3 separate regions of the Sus scrofa genome follow, and regions 2 and 3 are each linked to region 1. The links are chromatin contacts, called in public HiChIP or PLAC-seq maps. All regions are on one chromosome and are shown on one strand. Each heading gives the region's core, a stretch centred on a gene start, on an enhancer-like site or on the middle of the called end of the contact. The rest is flanking DNA. Distances are from core to core; before and after follow the strand shown.

Evidence for each region. HiChIP or PLAC-seq counts read pairs in DNA pulled down with a chosen protein or histone mark.
Region 2: an H3K27ac HiChIP or PLAC-seq map of skeletal muscle shows a contact between it and region 1. The contact joins the enhancer-like site here to the promoter of TP53INP2 in region 1. A contact is called at or near these places in 1 of 5 promoter capture datasets (liver), 4 of 47 Hi-C or Micro-C datasets (embryonic fibroblasts, liver and skeletal muscle) and 2 of 2 datasets of contacts at active chromatin or transcription factors (alveolar macrophages and skeletal muscle).
Region 3: an H3K27ac HiChIP or PLAC-seq map of skeletal muscle shows a contact between it and region 1. The contact joins the enhancer-like site here to the promoter of TP53INP2 in region 1. A contact is called at or near these places in 1 of 5 promoter capture datasets (liver), 6 of 47 Hi-C or Micro-C datasets (heart right ventricle, liver, psoas muscle and 1 more) and 1 of 2 datasets of contacts at active chromatin or transcription factors (skeletal muscle).

What each region holds. Positions count from the first base shown.
Region 1 is chr17:38,102,770-38,105,638 of Sscrofa11.1, forward strand. It overlaps TP53INP2 (tumor protein p53-inducible nuclear protein 2), which reads left to right and starts at 1,420. Exons shown (of 4, transcript XM_003359949.4): 1 at 1,420-1,662.
Region 2 is chr17:38,033,037-38,035,763 of Sscrofa11.1, forward strand. PIGU (phosphatidylinositol glycan anchor biosynthesis class U) reads right to left here. Exons shown (of 12, transcript NM_001185136.1): 5 at 1,446-1,555. Among named protein-coding and RNA genes, the nearest start is that of PIGU, 47 kb to the right of the region's middle. Within about 2 kb of position 1,290, at least 24 of the 83 cell types and tissues checked have an H3K27ac peak or open chromatin away from gene starts, as enhancers often do. A contact at or near this core is called in liver and skeletal muscle, where this site is marked.
Region 3 is chr17:37,988,436-37,991,308 of Sscrofa11.1, forward strand. It overlaps PIGU (phosphatidylinositol glycan anchor biosynthesis class U), which reads right to left. Exons shown (of 12, transcript NM_001185136.1): 8 at 2,592-2,746; 9 at 722-865. Among named protein-coding and RNA genes, the nearest start is that of MAP1LC3A, 32 kb to the left of the region's middle. Within about 2 kb of position 1,311, at least 26 of the 83 cell types and tissues checked have an H3K27ac peak or open chromatin away from gene starts, as enhancers often do. A contact at or near this core is called in liver and skeletal muscle, where this site is marked.

The DNA.
Region 1 (2,869 bases), core at 170-2,669:
CCGGATGAGCAGCTCTCAGACCCAACCCGACTAGCCCAGCTCCTCCAAGAGAGGAACCAGAAAACCCTGGAGACTCTGAGGATGTGTGTGCGTGGTTTTTCCCCAGGCATTTCTCAGGCTGCTGAGAATGCTGGGGACCTAGAGGATGGGATTGGCAGAATCCTGAGGGTGGAGCATTTGAAGGAACCTCTAAAAGGAAACTTGGATATGTTAAGTTTGATAGATAATGAAATTGAGGTCCAGAGAGGTAACATGACTTGCTTGAGGTCACACAGCAAGTTTGGGGAAAGTCAAGACTGTGCCTAGATCTCCCTGGGGAGGCTGAAGCATTCTGGGATTTAGACAGTCTGGTGCCTATAGAGAGTGGAGAGATTTGGGGCCTGGAACTATGGGTTCAAGTTCTGGCTCTGCCATTTGCTGTAGCTTTGTGACCTTGGGAAATCGCTTAGGCTCTCTGAGCCTGTTTCTTCAGCTGGAAAATGGGGAGGGGCATAACACCCATCTTTCAGGGTTGTTGTGAAGATCAAAAGACATATAAAGCACTATAGCACAGTGCCTCGCACTCAGTAAGTGTTCAATAAATATCAGCTACCGGTCTGGCAGCAGCAATAGTAGGTACTCAATATTTGCTCAATGCATTGCTGAATATAAATCTACATACTAAGCATGAGATTTGTTGAGTCTCAGTTTTCCCGCGTGTAAATCGAGGCTAATAATCAATCCCTGTCCCGTCACTTTTCTGTCCAGCCCCAGCAGCAAGGTGGGTTAAACAAGATGTGGAAACGTTCCAGTGCTGAGCACTCTCTAGCTCAGTGTTTATTCAGCCCAGAGCAATCCCTCTCCAAGTCCTACTCTGAAAAATATTCTGTCAGTCTAACCAACTCTCCTATACTCCCGGGTACACCCCTGGAACCGGGGAAGGGAGATGTGCCCCACCTCTCAAGCCTGTCCAGATGAGGAAAAATGGAGCGGCAGAGCAGATAATGCGTAGGGGTGAGAAGGTGAGGCAGAAAACGGAGGCCCGGGAGAAGGGCGGGGAGGAGGAGACTGGAAGGTCACGGATGTGGCGCGGAGTTGAGAAAAGGGTACAGACCGAGGGATTTGGATAGAGGATACAGGTGAACGGACAGGAGGGGCAAAGGCGCTGGGATATGCGGAGGGAGTACAGAAAGATGGGGATCCTGTAGAAGGAGTGGTAATTCTCCTCACTGAGAGGTCTGTGGGGTCGCCCAGGAGCAGGGGCTCCAAGCGCCCAGCAGTCGCGTCTCCGAACGCCCCACCCCCCAGCCTCCGGCTCGGAGTCTTGATCCCGGGAGGGAGCCACTAGCCAGCGAACCAAGGAGGAGGCGGGGAGGGGAGATCCGCAGCCTGGGATTGGCCGCCGCTTCGCCGGTCGCTGACGCGAGGCGGGCGGGCCCCTTTGTGACGTCACAATCAGCTGTTTGAACGCTCCAATTTGTGCTGTGAGCCCAGCAGCTGCTGCACAGACTCGAAGCCCAGCGGGCGAGCGCAGCAACCCGGAACGTCCGACCCGTACCCCCGCCGCCTCCCCGCCTAGCCCCCGCGATGCGGCGGGGCCTGTGATCAGCCGCGGACCCTAGGACACTCCGCCTCACAACTACCTCAGCGCCACCTCCGCCTGCCGCCCCGCCCCTGCCCCAGGTGAGTTCTGATCAGCTTTGGCCCCTGGGCTCCCGGGGCCCCAGAACACTCCCCGCTCCCCCAGCTCCCGGGTCTTTGTCTCTTTCCGCCGGCGGCCGCCGGGGCTGCACTCCCGCCTCTGGATTGGCTGCCGCCCGTCCGGTAGACTCTGACGTCTGCATATTTGCATATGACATTGAGACGTCACCAAGGCCGGGACCGCCCCCCCACCCCCTCCCGGCTCGGGTCGCCTGTCCTCCCGTGACCCGTCGGGCGCTGAGTCGGGACTGGGCCCACGGGTGAGGGACGCTGAAAGGCAGCGGGACCAAAAGGTCCTCCAGTTTTCTGGATTAATCCAAGAGCTGCGTTCAAGCCTCTGATCCTCTACTTTCTCCTTGCGACTTGAGAGAGGTTCAAACAGCGTTACTGGGTCTACATTGGGGGAGGGGGTTGTCAGGAGTTCAGGGGCGCCTGAAGCTTTGGCTCCAGCCGGATCGTTGAGGCAGCGCCAGATGGTGGTGGAATCCCCTCCCTCTGGCTCCAGGCTCTGCACCCCTGGACTAACATAATTACATCCTTCTAATCCCTGAAATGTGTGCAGCGCCTTAACTGAGGTCACGTCACTTCCCGAAAGGAGGGGTCTTAGACCCCATTTCACGGAAGGGAAAACTGAGGCCAGGAGCGGGCAAGTGGCTTACTCTAGGTCCTGCAGCCAATTAGAGTCATGCCTGCCTAGTGAGTGGCAGATGCATTAGCCCTGGGCACATACTTAGTATGAGCTTATTACAAGTAGTTACACATTCTCCTTCCACTGAGGACTGTACCTTGGGCTAAGCGCCATCCAAATTTGATAGGGCTCCTAGGAGATTGGGTCCCCTTTTGAAGCCCTGATCCTTACTTTATACCCTGGAGTTCCAGAGCCCAGTAAAATTACTCCCTCCCATCTGTTTTGACTGCAGAAAGGTGAGTCAGTGGCTGCATCAGGCTGTCTCCAGGGCCGATGTTGGGATGGGGTAGAGGTGAGAGTTCCCTTTGTTTGGCCCTTCTTTGCCTCCCAACATCAGAGTTGTCAGCTAGGAAGGACTGACCTGGCCTAGTGCTGATGATTACAAGGCTTGTGTTGCCCCTCCCTCTGTTCACAGAGAGGGACCAGGAGGAAAGGAGGCAGGAGGAAAGCCTCTGACTTCCTAAGTTGATGGGCCTATGGGCTGGACCAGGAGTCCCATCC
Region 2 (2,727 bases), core at 40-2,539, 70 kb before region 1:
TTGGCAGCTTAAGCTCCGACTGGACCCCTAGCCTGGGAACTTCCATGTGCCTCCGATGTGGCCATAAAAAAAAAAAGGAAAAAAAAATAAGAAAGCAAGAAAGCATTAAGACCAGGGAAAATATAAATAAAAGGAAAAAGTAAAAGCCAGGGAAAGAAGACCAAATGGGTCTCCTATAGCACTGAAATAATCAGTTTTAAATCTGGCTCTGAGTTTCCTGGCAGACAAAGTGAAATGGGATATCAGTTACATAATTCTGATTTTCAGATAGGAAGAGACAAACCAGTGTCTCAAGGAGAGATTATAGTTACTATTCACAAATAAAGACCATAAATCTAACACCTCTCAGGGCTGTAAGATTAGGAGTTCTAAAGCCAAAGGCCCATAAATTGTTGGTGTTTTTTCCCAGCATTTATAGAGAGGCTCGTTACACAATCTTTAAAGAAATGGTTTTTGCTATTACAAAACTACCCCTGGAGACATACAAGTCCACAAGGGATTCATAATGTTGCCAAACCTCTGGTTCTATTAGGTAGTTCTCACCCTTATTTCTGAAATACATAGATATGAACTGATACCTCAAATTTGTTTGATGGGAGAAGAGAAAAAGATATTTCTAAATAGCAGGTGATGTTCAAGAAGTGGCTACGCAGGCCACCTATCTGGAATGCTGAATAGGAGAGTCACACACAAGGCGGAGGGTTGAATAAACTGTCCTCATATGGCCCCTTCTAAATCTGAAGTTCTAAGGTCATGTTTTTCCATGAGGAAACTTGTCTGCCCTGTTTACTGTGTATCGTATCCCTAGAAACTAGTTATTATTAATATTTACTATTAGTTGCCTAAATAATTATTCATATTTGCCTATCTCAGGAATATAAATAGGTGTAAGTTAAGAAAGAACATAATGGGCATCACAGAGAACTCCTAGAGAATTTTTTCATAGAGCCTCAGTAAATTCCATTCTCCCATACTGGTCACCCAGGTGGGATGGGTCTGTTTGGCACTTCACTGCAATTTTTTGAACTACAAATGGAGGACCAAATTGTACATGAAACACTGGAGTTGCTTGAAATAACAGCTGCACGAAGATCAGAATTTCGTGCAATCATATATCATAACTGAAGAAATTAATTTTTCTTTCTTTCTTTCTTTTTTTAAGAAAACTGGTTACAAGGAGGCCGGAGCCCAGATCAGGATGGAATGAAAAAGCATTTGTGAAGGGTTGATTGTGCATGTGCCTGTGTGAGGCTTTGTCCCAACAGAGACAGAATGGCTCTGTCTCTTTTCCTGGCCAGAACCCCAGTTGTGCAACAGAACTATAGCTAATACTGGATGACTAAGACTGCAGATCTCCAAAAATACAACAAACAACATGAAAAGGTCTCATCAGATTTTCCTCGCATTTGCTGGCACTGAGCCCTGTTTGGTCAGAGAATACTTACAACACGGCCACTTTCAGAGGGATGTGACGCATTTCCATAGGGGTCCGGATGAGTTCAGCCACATCTGGGGCATACTGGTCTAGTTCTAGGAGGAGTTTCTGCTTTTTGAACTGGAAAAAAGAAAAGTGACAAAATTACACGAAACAAATAACTTCCCATTGCTTTTACAGTGAAGACAAAAGTCCTTCCAGGGCCCACATGGCCCTCCTGACCTGGCTTTACCTCTCCATCATCTCACACCCACTCCTTGCACCTCTCACTTTGTGGGTTGGAGCACCATGAGTGTGCCACACCCCTCCTGCTCTCAGGCCTTTGTTTATTTTAATTTTTTTAATTTTTAATTTTTATTTTTTTAATTAAAAAAAATTTTTTTTTAATTTTAAGACCTTTGCATTTAACCTGGAACCACCTCTTTTTCTCTTTCTTTAGTTAACTCCCTAGGTAGACCTCAATTAAATCATCACTTCCTCAGAAAGCTGTAAAAATCTCCCTACTATATGCATTTTTTCATAGTACTATTTACACTAAAACTTTTAAATTTATGTGACTGACTAATAGCTTTCTCCTTCACGATACTATAAATTCCATGAGGCCAGGGATCATGTTATTTGCCAATATCTGGCACAGTGAGTAAACATTAACTATCTGCTGAATGGCTAAATAAATGACTGAATGGCAAAGTTTTCAGCCATTTTGAGGAGTTAGCATCAGTGGTCCAAGGACTCCAACGTTCCATCAGCAAAGTCAAATATTTTCATGCAAAGTGGAATGATTCCCTGAATGTCACAGTGTCCAAGCTCTCCTGTTTAAAGTTGTTCACTTCCTCTGAGGAAGTGGAGAATGACCACAATGAAGAGAAGAGGGAAGAGGGCTAGGTGTGGCTGGGCAGCTGGAGTGAAGAGTTAAGAGGGAGTGAGATGAGGGTGGAAAGCTCTGGCCTTCCCCATGTGTGCCCCAACAAGTTCATGGATATGCTGCAGAAGGAAAAAAAAGGCAGGCCACCCTATGAGCAAACATGGGTCAGACTACAGAAGGAAACAAACTCTGAACCCAAAATGGGTAGCCCTGCTGATTTAAGGAGCTTAGAGAATATAAAATCAATGTGACAACCCATTATAAAACAGAGTAATTCAGAGAAGCCAAAGTAGTATGTGATTAAAGACTTAATGGTGAAAAACACAGATGGCAACAGAATATACACTGTATCACACAATTTACATAAAGTTAAAAACATGCAAAATACTACTATATGTTATTTAGGGATATTTACAAATACAGCAAA
Region 3 (2,873 bases), core at 61-2,560, 110 kb before region 1:
TCCTACAGTTGCTCAGCAGTAACAAACCTGACTAGTATCCATGAGGACGCAGGTTTGATCCCTGGCTTCGCTCAGTGGGTTAAGGATCTGGTGTTGCCGTGAGCTGTGGTATTGGTCGCAGACGTGGTTTGGATCCCACATTGCTGTGGCTGTGGTGAAGGCCAGCAGCTGCAGCTCCAGTTTGACCCCTAGCCTGGGAACTTCCACATGCTGCTGGTACGGCCCTAAAATGATTAAAAAAAATCCTAGATGTTAGCTCCGTTATGCTAGAGAAGAGAGCTCATAGGTAACTCCTTTGAGGGAAACTGATCAAAAGATTAAACATAGTTGCAGGTGGCCAGCTTCCCAACTAACACGTCCTGAGACCCTTTGGGCAAACTGTTACCAGGATGCTGATGGAGGACACCCAACAGGATCCACTTTTTCTAAGGATTCCTCCTCCTCCCCAAGCCCCACCTTTATCTAAAACGACTGGGCTCAGCAATAACATGGGTTCAAGGATCCCAAAGTGAAGCCAGGGGAAATATCAGGGCTCTGGAGCAACATCTCTGCAGCCTGCCCTCATGTGTGGCTCTACTGCTGGGTACAGCCATTGAAGCGACTGAAGACTGACTGGGCTCCCTGGGCAAAAATAAAACCTGATAGCAGATGTTTTGAAGGGTACCTGCAAAGCTACAAATGGCTCTGTGGACAAAAAAAAGCAGCAGGTCCAACCACTTACTTCAGCTTTATGGCTAAGGGGATGGTGTAGAAGAAGACGTTGATCTGAAACACACATACAAAGAAGAGGCTGAAGTGCTCAAACATCTCTGCAAAGAAGTACCAGAAGAGACCAATGTTTGGAGTGAGATCTGGAACAGAAAGTCTGGAATGAAGAAAACAAAGGCAGAGAAAAATGAGAACAAAATTATAAACAATCTGCTTTGACCTGGTTTTCTCCTGAAGGCTTTGGTCACTGCTGGGCAGTCAAGGACAACTTTGTCTCCACAGAAATCAGGATGTGAGGGGCTCTGCAGGCACCCCAGGCCCAGGTAATTAAAAAAATAATGGGCAGAGGCACAGAGAATAATAACCCATAAAAAAATATTACCTGAGCCAAACTCTGGCATGCATCAGAGATCTGAAACAAGGCAGGAATTCATGCCAGAAATCAAAACACCAGTCCCTCTTTTACTGTCCAGGATATGTATTTGTTCAAAGTCAGGAGGTACCCACACTGGAGCAAGAGAGGAATGGGTCTAAAACCAACAATGCCTATTTGGGGCATTCCAAAAACCTGTGTAGAAGACAAGCTCAGAGATCCTGTTCTCCCCATTCGTGCTCCACATGCCCACAAGCTGCAGCCAGAAGACTGAGTGCCTGACACTCTGCAGTGAGCCTTCCAGGGGCCTGAGGAACCACTGCCAGGTCCTGGCTAGGATCCCAGACCTTGTTTGGGAAATAAGGATTTATCTGGAAAACTTTTGGTCTGGTTATATCAGATAAAGATAGGCTGCAATTTCGGCTCTTCTACAAATTTTACATTATATTTTTTCTATTTAAAAAAATACAGGGTTGAAACTGATGTCAATTCACAATCTTAAAAGTACAATAAGTGGAGCGCAGAAAGGGAGAGAGAGAGGCAACAGTTCATGGTCAAATTTCACTGACGAAGGCCTCCACCCAGGGCAAGTCTTTGCTTCCTGCTGTAACTACATTTCCTTTTCTGTGAAATTAAGTACAGCACACAATCTGTGGACCAGCAGAAAACTAGGAAAAGCCTTTCATTGGGCATTCTAAACTCTTCTCCAAGGCAGAGCATGAAAAACTGAAGGTTACTGGTCATTGTTAGGCTCAGCCAAAATTTTACACAAATAAGCAGCGCAGACATAGATCCCTTTCCCACTCTGGCTGGTTTAAGTGTCTATCACTCACGGGGCTGTGAGTCCCATGCTTGGGCAGAGACTATCCTGAGAAATGTGGAAATGTCTACAGGATTCATCTTGAAAACCCATTTCTTTCTGTTTTTTGGGGGTTTGTTTGTTTTGGTCATGCCCACGGCATGTGAAGTTTCCAGTCCAGGGATGAAACCCAAGTTGCAGCAGTGACAACAGTAAATCTTTAACTGCTGGGCCACCAGGGAACTCTAAACCACACGGGAATTTCAATTTTCTCTAAAAGTCTGGCATATGGAAGACGGCTTTATTTTAAAACTGTTGGAGATCCTCTTGCAATGGAGATACACATCCATTCCTGTTTGGGATTAAGTCAGAATCTCCCAGTCAGAGGCTGGTAGTTGCTTTGGAAGTTCCCCGAAAGTGTTCCTCAACTGTAAGAGACCAGTGGTTCTCAAAGGGTGTTCCCTGGAACACATCACCTGAAAACTTACTAGAAATGCAAATTCTTGGTCCCTACCCCAGACTTACTTAATCAGAACCTCTGGAGGGAGTCCAGCAAGCTGGGTATTCAAGCCCTGCAGATGATTCTGATGCACGCTAGAGGCTAAGGACCACTGCTCTAGATGCTGCCTGTGCTTGCTCTCCCTCTGATTCCAGATGGAGGTGTGAACACTAAATTAACTTCTAGAGGGTTCTAATGAGGCCGTTACTTACATGAAGCCATAGACTGCAGGGATGAAATCCCAGGAGCTGAGAAGGAAGAAGGAGAGGCAAACGATTACCACTAGGCTTCCCACATACATCATGGCATACTCCCAAGAGAAGATCCAGAACGCTTTGCTCTTCACTTTCACCGGTATGTACTGCCGCTAGGAGAGAAGGCAGAACAGTGTTTTTAAGGATCTCAAGGATAAAGAGCAGTTATCAGATTAAACTTCACGGTTCCTTCTGCAAAACAGAGGCCACAGAAACACTGAAAATCAAAGGATTGAAAAG